Regions from separate parts of the Hordeum vulgare genome. Here region 1 is linked to region 2. Evidence: chromatin contacts called from public Hi-C data. All regions are on one chromosome and are shown on one strand. The core of a region is the stretch at or near the end of the contact, and the rest is flanking DNA. Distances in the headings are between cores, read along the strand shown. Region 1 has its middle 14 kb from the start of LOC123439652. Region 2 holds the start of LOC123443188 (jasmonoyl--L-amino acid synthetase GH3.3-like).

The links. Hi-C and Micro-C count contacts between places; a contact is called where the count stands out from the background.
Region 1: a Hi-C map of leaf shows a contact between it and region 2, with 2.5 times the contacts expected there. The contact joins the enhancer-like site here to the promoter of LOC123443188 in region 2. A contact is called at or near these places in 3 of 6 Hi-C or Micro-C datasets (leaf and seedling) and 1 of 1 datasets of contacts at active chromatin or transcription factors (embryo).

What each region holds. Positions count from the first base shown.
Region 1 is chr3H:119,477,413-119,483,289 of MorexV3_pseudomolecules_assembly, forward strand. No RefSeq gene overlaps it. Among protein-coding and RNA genes, the nearest start is that of LOC123439652, 14 kb to the right of the region's middle. Within about 2 kb of position 1,494, at least 3 of the 3 cell types and tissues checked have open chromatin away from gene starts, as enhancers often do. A contact at or near this core is called in leaf and seedling, where this site is marked.
Region 2 is chr3H:119,334,528-119,340,366 of MorexV3_pseudomolecules_assembly, forward strand. LOC123443188 (jasmonoyl--L-amino acid synthetase GH3.3-like) reads right to left here and starts at 2,574. Exons shown (of 5, transcript XM_045119484.1): 1 at 2,185-2,574; 2 at 1,217-1,603; 3 at 1,004-1,105; 4 at 1-659. The coding sequence starts at 1,512.

The DNA of each region.
Region 1 (5,877 bases), core at 244-2,743, 140 kb after region 2:
TTTTTGTCACGTCAAAACAGATGACATCAACGGTAATCTTTTTTGTTTCAGCTTAGAAATGTTTTATCTCCTAATTAAAAATTGAATTAAAAATCCGTTTTCACCATTATATCCGTCTCGACGAGGTCTTCTAAACTAAATTCCATGTTGATATGTTTCGATGAAAAAAATGACCAAAAGTTGCCATGATGTTTATACTGTAGTTGTTATAGTGTTTACACTAAAATTGCCATGACATGTTCTATCTTTTTTTCTTCTATATTTAAAGCTATCGTTATATTTTCAACTACTTTTTCCTGCAATTTTTATTAATTGATCATGACAATTTTTAGTAATTAATCATGGCAAATTTGATGTATGGATCATGACAATTTTTAATAATCCATTATGGCAAATTTAGTTTATAGATCATGGCAATTTTAGTATTTTGACCATGACAATTTCAGTACTCTCACCATGGAAATTATTATTTTTATGAACCATGGCAAATTTAAGTGCATGTATCATGAAAAATTTACGTAATTTATCATGTGAGTATATACGCATATGTATAAGCGCTTACGTGTGTATTGTGTTAATTTGTTTTAATTCATTTTAGTTTATGGTTCACGGCAAGTCTAGTTTCTTAATTCTTCGTTTTATAATATGTCATAATTTATTTTTAAAGATAGAACAAAAAATAGCTAAACATATCATGACAACTTCAGTGTAAACATCATGTCAATTCATGTGCAATACACATGACAACTTTTAATTCAAAAAAAACACCGAAACATATTAATACGAGATCTAATTTCGAAGATCTCGTCGCGATGGATTTAACGATGAAAAAAAATCTATAATTAAAATTTTCATTTAAGACATAAAATAGTTTAAAAACTGAAAATTCAAAAAGATTTTTTCACACGCATGCGATGACGTGACATAATCTATGTGTTATAGATGTGTGAGCGAACGTCATTCCATACACGCGTGGACGTTATTGGCGTTAAAAAAATTGACTTGTTTAAAAGAAAAAATAGTCGTCCCACTGTGATACGGCATACCGTGCTGTCGGCACAACATGAAAAGCAGACACAAGATGACTGCTCAGAGACAGGAACCCTGTGGGTATTGCCTCGACGGTGCAGCGTTTCTGCTCCACACACTCATACAGCGAACGGTACCTCTCCAGTGGCATCATCGCCTGCCTGCCCGGGGCCGGAGACGGAGCCGACCGGCTGCCGCAGGAGCCAGGAGGGCCATGCCGGGTTTGTCTTTTGTGCGACGGGCTTTCTTGCGTTCGAGATGATGCGACTGTGCTGTGACATGCGGCGCGGCCGGCGACGAGAAGAAGACTTCCCCACAGGAGAATCGGCACGGTGCAGCTCGTGTCTCTCGCCTCTCGGTCGTGGTTTTTTTTTCTGCATGTCCGCACTGCCATGTGGTCCTGGCATGCCCCAAGCGTCGACCCCAAGACCCCGACTCCCCGAACCCAGGTTGGTTGCAGTGCAGTACTGTACAGTGGGTGCTGCGTAGAGTAGACGGCCGCTGGGTGCTGCTCACTGAGCAGTGTCGTGTACAAACGACCAAAACAGCTTGCTTCGGTTTAGAAAAAAGAAAAAGAAAAACTAAACAAGCCAAATCATCTCTGGAAAATGCATGCATCTGCCCAAGCCAGCACATTCAGCAGAATATAATTATTCGCCTGACCAGATGTGAACGATAAGACAATTTACCTCTCTTTTTTTCCTTTGATTGATAATCATTTGCTGCTGGTTATCTGTCCATCGTCCACACTCTGGGCCGTCCTACGTCAAGTATCAGTAGTACTCAAGTAGGCACAGCTTTTCAGTCAAGTCCTAGGTTCTTTTTTTGTAAGTCGGAATTTTTGCCTCATTAATTCATCAAGAAAAAAATTTATCAAGTTAATTAACAGAAGCCCGATAAAAATCAATACAAATGGAGCACAAACAAGCTATTCACAAGCAATGAAACCCCATAACCGCACAAATAGTCTGCCACACTCTCTCAATACATAACATTCATAAATTATGAGCCATCTCCCAACCCGCAACGACAACACGATCAAGTAGCGAGAGACGTCTTGCCTTTGGCACCATTTTTGCCTTTGCCCACCTTTTTTCTTGACCCCATATTAGCATCCCAGTCAGGAGGCAAGCAATCCATCTGCTCAAACCAGGTCTAGCAACCTCCGCGTTGGCTAGCAAGTCACAAAGTTTCTTCGTAAAGAGATCATTTGATTTTGAACTAGGTGCCAACACATGTGGCTCAATGGTCAATGCCACCACTATTAGGGAAAACCCTACCAGTAGTGCTGGCAGGTGCACTACATCTACGGTCCTACAACTATTTTTTAGCAGTAGCGCGCTTTCTACCCAACACTATCGGTAATATCCTATATTACTAGCGTTCCTTATACTAACGCTACAACTAACTATCTGCAGCGCGCATGTGTCAGGAGCGCTACTGTTAAACACATGTTGTTGGTAAACCTAGGACGAGCGTTACTGCTAGTTTTTATTATGTTTTTTGGCGGTTTTCGCTCTATTGAAACAAATACAACTTCTATACAATAAGAACATGCATATTCACCAAAACAGATACGATACCAAAATGTCTAATTGTCGGCATCGATGAATAAAAGGTGGTCTTTCATCTCATCTCATCATCATCACTAATGGTCGAGCACGTTATTACAAGTTTCGAAGAGATATCGATACAGGTTATTACAAGTCTCGAATACATGCAACTAACCATGGGCATACTCATGTTTCATCATCTATGTAACCTAGCTATGATCTGATCGCATACAAGAGAAGACCGACCACGATGAGCAAAAGCAAGATTATGTAGTAGTTCTTAATGCATCGGTTTTGATTTCTCTCTCGCGCTAGCATCCACCTCAAGTAACTAGCTTCCGCCTCAATTCTACTATCAAACCCTTTCTGGTTGCCGCCTGGGAAGCGATGCATTTGGGCCTGACACTCTGTCTGCTCCTCGTACAATCCCGGAACTCTCCCTATGTACATGGCATACCACCTCTCCATCGATGATCTATATACCTGTCAGAGATGCATATATCATCCAGTGAATTCAACGATAATATGCAACATAATATACGACGTCGGCCTGCGGAGAGAAAGAGTTAGCAAATAGAAGCAACATAAACATAGTTAACGAAATTCACTGTACCCAAACTAACTAACTAGAGTGCGGTAGCGCTTATATTTAATAGTTACGTCGTACAGATAAATTCAAAGTTTTGGTTGTAGAGAAAGTAACAACTAAACAGACAGAGTGTCATAATGAATTTAAGCAGTGCACTCGTGCCATCCATCCATATCAGAGAGGATGCACCCAAGCTTGTTGAAAGGCGTGTTGTCCTCGCGTAGTAGGGCTATGCGGGTGCGGACGTCATGCCGTGATATTGGACCGCCGTAGAGCATCCCATTCTCTTAAGTGACGTCTTTCATGATGATCGACACAATTTCCTGCTGGATGTGGTAGAAGTCATTACGTAGTCGACCATCTGGTACGTTTTCTAAGGCTTTGGGCCATCTCTGGATATGGGTATCAGATTAAGATGTCATGCGAAGTGATTGTTGATCCCTTCTGTACTCCAGCATTAGATGGATGACGTAGAATCCATCCTTATTACTTGTTGTCGATCGCTGGACGCAATAGAAGTTAGTCTTATGGCTGAAACACACCGTGCCCCTAAACGTCTTCTTGAATTCAAGGAAGCCACCCCACATGCTGAAGCCCACGAGAGCTCTATCCATAACATACTTGATGTATGTGTAATCTTTATTCTTTATGGTCATGGACGGGTCCAAATACAGAGGGCAGGACCAACATGGGTAAAGAACGATGAGAATGTCACTCTCGTGGCTGGGCAAAATAAATACACGATTAAGTTAGTATTCATGCGTGTAAAGTAATGATTGAAATGCACGAAAGTGTGTATGTGTTATAGTGGCTATCTACGGATGACTTATCAGAGATGATAAGGTACGAGAATCACTTCCTTGTGCTTATTGTTGACCATGAACTCTTTGATGTATTTCGTCGCATATTTACGGTTGGCTTCACAGACTGAGAAGAAGTCGTCACGCATGTAGTACTGGTCCGCGACCGCAATACTACTAATTTTCTCTCTCCTGACGATGTAGTTCATTTGAAGCGCAAAAAGACGAATGTATGCCAAACCGAGTCGCCTCATTAGTAACATCTCGAAGATGTAGTCAAATCACAGGAAAAACATGTCTGCAGGGTAGTCATGGATGTACTCCTTGCCATGAGACAACACATAAACCGTATTAAGCGGGTATCCTAGATCATTCGAGGAGAGAAGGCTTTTATCCGTCGATAACACATGGTCATGCACTCTCCCGAGATCCCCTGTTATGGTGGCTAGCACATCCTCCGATAATATTGGTTGCCCCGCGATATGGATAGATGGTGCACCTTTGATCAGTACATTGTCTTCAACCCGGGTGTGCGTAGGCGGCTCGCTGCTAGAAACCACTTTGGCAGAAACTGGGATTTTCTCCGTCGGTCTCTTCCTCTACTTCTTCTTGGTGGGATCATGTGCTGGTGGGTCTGCCATACCATGTCTAACCACCGCCCGCAGTGTCGTCGGTCTCAGCATTGCATGACCTTGGCTTAGTTGGGCTTGGGTTGAGGCGACATCTGGATGGTTGTCATGTGAGGCTTGCAGGAACAAAGACTTCTTGCACTCCCAAGGACGTTCCGGCTCCGACTATTGCTCCTATGGCTGGCTCATCGCTACGTCCTCATAGGCGCCGGTTTTGAGCCACTTGAGACGGTCCTCGTCCTCCATGTCATGATTCATATCCTCATCCATGTGGGCGACATCATCAACCAGCGCTGAAACGGTTGGACCCCCTTCCTCACGTCGCTCGCCCTCACCCAGCAGCATAGACTGTGGTCGTAATTGCGTAGGTGGGGTTGTGGTCATACCTTGCTCAGGTCTCGTTGGTGTGCTCCCGACCACCTCCAAACAAAGAAAATTCTTCGGCCATAGGATCGTCCAATTTTTGTATTTGCCAAGCTGCATCGATGTCTCATCATCGTGGGCACCGATTTGTTCGGCAAGATATAAACCCTCGTAGCCCTGTACCACACTCGCCACAGAGACCCTTGAGGCGTTATCAGACATCTGCCAGCCATGGAACAAGCCATCCTTGTGCTTCATTATAATAGTGTTCCCCACAACCACCAACCCATCGTTCATGTGGTAGAGGAGGGTGCATGGAATGGAGTGAGTCTGCAAAGACATGTGTGCGGTGTGAGAGACCTGAAAGGCAACCGGAGCTGAAGATTAGTTAGTTATGTTGATGAGCATGCGATGTGTGTTTACCGTGAGGGCATCGAGCTCGGCCAATGTTGACGGCCCAACATTTAAGCCAGAGATGAGCATGGGTTGTTATTAGAGGGTGCAGGTGTTGGAGCAGGCGGTCCTACTGGAATAGGTGCGGTTGCAGTTGTCATAGCAGGTAAGGGTGTGGGTGCAAAGTTCAATGACTTGCTCCCGATAAAGCTGGGCAAGGGGAAATCCATTGGGGGCGGTTTGGGTTTAGTTGCACCCAACTGACCATATGTGGAATCAAGCTTGTCAATGCAACTAGCACATCATCATTTCTACAAGCATCTAACGCTGCCCTTCTTGCCTCTTCTACGGTTTCAGCTTTGTTTTTTCTCCAGTGCCAGCGCCACCTTCTCATCGATAGTCACTTGACTTAACTTCTTTGACTGCTTTTTGGCTTCGGCGTCCTCCCTATAGTAGTACTTCCACGTGGCATCGTCTCCAGTGGCATGCACACGTCCATGATGTGGCTGCCTATCCAGTGG
Region 2 (5,839 bases), core at 1,324-3,823:
TGAAGGTGGCGGACTCCGGCGGCACCGCCGGCTCCACGTTGGCGCCGATCCACCCCTCGGACGCGCCGTACTCGGCGGCGACCAGCGGGAGGCCCCCCGCGTAGTGCCGGAGCTTCTTCACGTAGTGCTCCATGGATCCCGTCATGATGCCGTACACGTACTTGGCGTTGGGCCACAGCGCCGGGATCACCCCGTACCAGTTGCTCAGGCCGGCGCACTTGCGCGCCACGGCGTCGGCGAGCTCGGGGTTCGGCCCGGCAAGGAGCGCCGACACGGCCTGCCGGACGGCCGGTGAGGTGACGCGCGTCGGCGACAGGGCGCCGCGGCGGATGTCCGCGCAGAGCTCCTCCCACACCCGCTCGAAGGTCTGGAAGGCGACCACGACGCTGTGCGCGAAGGTGGCCGACACCATCTGCACCTGGCCGGCGGAGAGCAGGCCGCAGAGGAGGTGGCAGTAGAGCGACTGCGCGAAGTCGGCGCCGAAGATTACCTCGTCGGGGCTGCAGCACTGCGACTGCACCACGCGCATCGTCGCCTTGAACTCCTCGCTGCGGTACACGTTGGTCGTCGCCGTCGTGGCCGTCAGCCCGCCCTTGGTCGTGAACTGCCGGCTGCTGTAGATGAACTGCAGCGCCTTGCCGTCCTCAACGGGGAACTCCCTGCCGTTAAGCGGTCAGCATAAGCACCTCGTTAATGGAGGTCACCAACCGAAAAACCTTCACTAAAACTAGAACGAGAATGACAGGCCGTCGGTACAAGAGGAAGAAAGGGAGGTTGCAGTCGTACGTTAGGCTTATCGCGTCGATCACAGACTTAATTCTAACTGGTTATGCAACTGATTACTCCATTTCAACTCACAGATCGATCCATACTGTTGGTTCACGTGAGATGTATAGATTGAGAAAACAGGCGAATTATGGCGGAGGACGACTCCCCGGATCGAGGCCGGGCACCAGAAGCGAGAAACTAACCCAACGAAATCTGGGCGGGATTTGCTCTGTACCTGTTCCTGAAAGCGTAGGAGGTCCGGTATATCTGCATCGTGGACTTGACAAGCTCCTCGTTGAACAGCAGGTACTTGCGCTTCCCCTGCGTCGTGCCGGAGCTGCAACACCAAGAAGCATCACCATGATCAATCCTTGAGGAGAGCTTGTATAAAGAGGAGCTAAGCCGTAGGGTAGGAGCCTTGATTGGCAAGTGGCAAGGAGCGACCAACCTTAGCGAGATGGAGGTGACGGGCTTGCCGGTGAGGATGGGCGTGGCGTCGCCGTCGACGATGCGGTCAATGTAGGGCTCAAGGTCGGCGTGCGTGGCGAGCGGCACGCACTCCTTGAAGCTGGCGGGGTCGGTGCGGCCGGCGAGGCCCAGCCGCTGCAGGTACTCGGTGGCGCCATTCTCGGCAAGGATCCGCCGCAGCGTCTCCTGCTGCACAATGTCGGCGTCACGTGTCAGCCGCTCGAACTCGGCGATCACCATCTCGCCGCTGAACTCGCCGGCCTTCTTCTCCAACATCTTGCTGCTGCTCGCGGAATCGAATCACCACCACTGATGGAGTGATGCTCTCTACCTCAGTTGGGTTCCAGTTCCAACCTGCTGCGAGCCGCTACAACCAAAACAACAACAGGAAGAAGAGCCGAAACCAAGTCAAAAACATGGAGGAGTGGGGCTAAGTTTCGACTGTTGAAGAAGAAGAAGGTGACGTCAGCGATGGAGATTTTTTGTCTCCGGCATCGCTCGTGTCCTCTTTTGGATAAAAAGCTCGAGCAGGACAAAAAATTGACAGCGGGACTTTTCTTTGCCTCTTCGACGAAACAAAACGAAACAGCAAGGGGGCAAACGAGAGGAGAGGATCGTGAGAAGAGAGCGCCGGAAACAGTGGCCACAGGTCTGCCGGTGTGCTCCTCGCTGTCCGTGAGGTGAAACTAAGACCGAGGCCTCGAACTCTGCTCGCTAAATCAGTCCAGCCCAGAGACAAAGATCCAACAATCCTCTCTATTCTTCCGCTTATTTTATCTATCTATCTATCTCTCTCACGCAAAATGATGAGAGGAGTCTGCGGAGACGAGACGAGCTGCGGGGAAGGAGCCAAGAGCAGAGCAGAGCGGAGCAAAGGGACGACGCAAGAGACAAAGAACAGCTGGGGAAGCCGAGAAAGAAAACACGAGCTGGAGCCCGCCCACTCACCTCGGGGCGTCCGCCGCGGGGCCGGGAAGACGACGGCGGCTAGTCGCGCCGCGGCAACGGACAAAGCACGGCGCGGGGAGGAGGCGAGGCGCCCGCGTCTCCGTCCTTTTGCCCCTCCGCTCAAACACCTAGGCGCGAGGAGAGGAGAGGACACACACACGGAGCGGGCAGCGCGCAGTGCGGAGTGGAGAGTACGGCGAGGAGTAGGGGACGCGAGTGGCATATATACACACACGCGCTCGATCGACCTCGACGGAGTGAAACCTGTGTCTCGTCTGTGTGCGAGCGGGACTGGGGGAGTGGCGGTGTGCTACAGAGGAACCAGTGATTTTTTGCCATGGGTTATCGTTGACGGGACATGATCGCCTTTTCTTCTTCCTGTGGCATGACACGACGGGGCTGCAGTAAGAGCAACCCCAACCAAGCGGTCCAGACACGACGGGGCTGCAGTAAGAGCAACTCCAACCAAGCGGTCCAAACGGATGCGTTTTTTTGTCCGTGTTTTACCTGTTTGGCTCGACATGTTAATCTTTTTCATTTATATTGATTGTGTGCTTTTTTTTTTCGTGTTTTATCTGTTTGGCTCGACATGTCAATCTTTTTTATTTAGATCGATCGTGTGTCTAACGCCTCAATCCATTTTTGTAGTTTTTCTAAATTTTTATTAGATATGTTATAAATTAAAATATAGCTAAACATTTGTTTGAAATACATTTAAAAGTTTAAATTGAATAAATATCTTATAGTTTACAAGATAAATAAAAAATTAAATAGTTTTAAATACATCTAAAAGAAAATGTTGTCGATACATCTATTGGTTGGCGACATGAATTCACATATGCTCAACCAAATCATTTTTCAGCTCCATGTGAGTTTTCAATCACACATTTTATGATGAAACTCGACGAACTGTGCAAAGGTTGTCCCTTCAACATGCTCAGGCACAACATTGTCATGGTGAAACTGAAACCCTTGATCACACAGATATTCTGGACGCTCATCCTCTACTATCATGTTGTGCATGATCACACAGGGTGTCATCACCTCCCACAACTTTTTGGTGCTGCAAGTACCGGCGAGATACCGAACGATGCCCCATCGAAATTGAAGAACACTAAAAGCACACTCTACATCTTTGCGAGCACTCTCTTGCTCTTGGGATAATCTCTTTATCTTCTCTTTTGTAGGGTTGGAGATTGTCTTCACAAGAATAGATCATTACAGATAGATATCGTGAGCTAGATAGTATCCATTGGTGTATTGGTGGCCACCGACCTCAACATTGACCTCCGGGCAATTGCCTTCTGTCATCCTAGCAAACATAGGAGAGCGCCGGAGCACATTGATATCGTTGTGTGATCGGGCTATGTCGAAGAAAGAGTGTCAAATCCAAAGATTTTGGGAAGCCACGGCCTCAAGTGTGGCAGTGCAAGCTCGCACATGGCCCTTATACTAGTTGTGCCAAGAGGAAGGGCATTTTTTCACTTCCAGTGCATACAGTCTATGCTACCAAGCATCCCCGGGAACCCCCTGCTAGCATTCACTGCCAGCAACCGTGCTATATCAGCAACAATTGTCTCTCTCAAGTACTAGGACCCAAACACAACTATGACGGCTTTGCAAAACCTATACATGGACTCGAGGCATGTGGATTCACTTATTCAGACATACTCATCAAGGAGATCACCAAAAACTCCATATGCAAGCATTCAAATGGCAGCAATGCATTTTTGATAAGAGGAGAAGCCAATCTTTCCAAGGCAGTCTGTGACCGCCCGAGACCGATGCTCCAGAAGGTTCCCCTTTTATTCTGTTGCTGCCGTGTGATTATTTTATTTGTCGCATCATCATCGCATCATGCGCATCATCTGCATTGCATCGGCATCCCGCTGCTGTCAGTTTTCAAAACTTTCATCCGTTATTAGTTGCAGGTTCTCTCCGCGTTCGTCGTTGCCCGTTTTGAGCCCAACCACAGACGCACGCGCCTATGGCATCGTTTAAATCTTGTTTTTAAAAGTGTGAATAAAACTTTCTATGATTTGGTTGAAACTTGGCGTGCGGTCTTATTTAGTTGTAGGTAGGCCGCCTGCCAATTTTCGTCGCAATCGGAGTCTGACTGGTACCCGAACGGTCGACCGTAGCGGCACCGCATTCGGTTATTCGTCAGACGTGTTTCGGTGTTTTAAATCGCGATGCCGCGCCGCTCCATTTCCCTCTTGTCTCCGGCTAGCCACTCTACACAACCACTTAGCCCGTCCCGCATTCGAGACCGTTCAATTCCGATCGTGCGGTTGAAACCGGGGCGAAAAACTCCTAAACCTAGCCCACCTTCCCTATTAAAACAACCCCCCTTCCTAATATGGACCTAAACCCTCTCTCTCCCTCGTTTACCGTGCCACCCCTCAAACCCTAGCACAGCCCCCACCTCCTCTCTCCTCCCTCAGCAGCCGGGGCCCGCCCGAGCCCGCAGCCACTTACCCATTTTTTTTCGTTTTGGTCGACCAGGCGTCCGATCCGCTCGACCCATTTTTCATCCACAGGGCATGCTTGCAACCTTTTTTTTTGTTATGTATGTTAAATAAAAACACAGCTAAACATTAAATTGTTTTAAATACATTTAAAATTTTAAGTTGGATAAATATCTCATAGTTTATAAAATAAATTATTTCAAATACGTCTAAAAATAAATATTGCCGATACATATATTGGTCGCCGACTTGAATCCACACATGATCAACCAAATCATTTGTAGTTGCGTGTGAGTTTTCCAATCACGCATCTTTTGATGGAACTCGACGAACTGTGCAAACATTACCCCTTCGACATTGTCACGTTGAAACTGAAACACTTGATCATAGAGACGTTTTGGGCGCTCATCCTTTACGATCATGTTGTGCATAATCATGTTGGTTGTCATCACCTTCCATAACTTTTTGGTGTTCTAAGTTCTGGCGGGATACTGAACGATGCTCATCGAGATTGAAGAACACCAAAAGCACACTCTACATCTTTGTGAGCGCTCTCTTCCTCTTGGGAAAATCTCTTTCTCTTCTCTTCTACACGGTTGGAGATTGTCTTCAGAAGAGTAGACCACTATGAATAGATATCCTCAGGTAGATAGTATCCATTGGTGTATTGATGGCCATTGATCTCAACATTGACCTTCGGGCAATTGCCTTCTGCCATTTTAGCAAACACATGGGAGCGCTGGAGCACATTGGTATCGTTGTGAGATCCGGCCATGCCGAAGAAAGAGTACCAAATCCAGAGATCTTGAAAAGCTACGACCTCAAGTATGACAGTGCAAGCTCGAACATGACCCTTATAATCGTCCTACCAAGCAGAAGGGAGATTTTTCCACTTCCAGTGCATGCAGTATATGCTACCAAGCATCCCCGGGAACCCCGTGCTAGCATTCATTGCTAGCAACCGTGTTGTATCAGGAGTAGTTGGCTCTCTCAAGTACTCCAACCCATACACAACTATGATAGATTTGCGAAAGCTATACGTGGACTCAAGGCATGTGGACTCACTCATTCGTACATACTCATCAATGACATGAGATTATAGGGAACTGCGTATGCAAGCATCTGAATTGCGATAGTGCATTTTTGATAAGAGAAGAATCCAATCTTTCCAAGACAGTCCCTCTTGC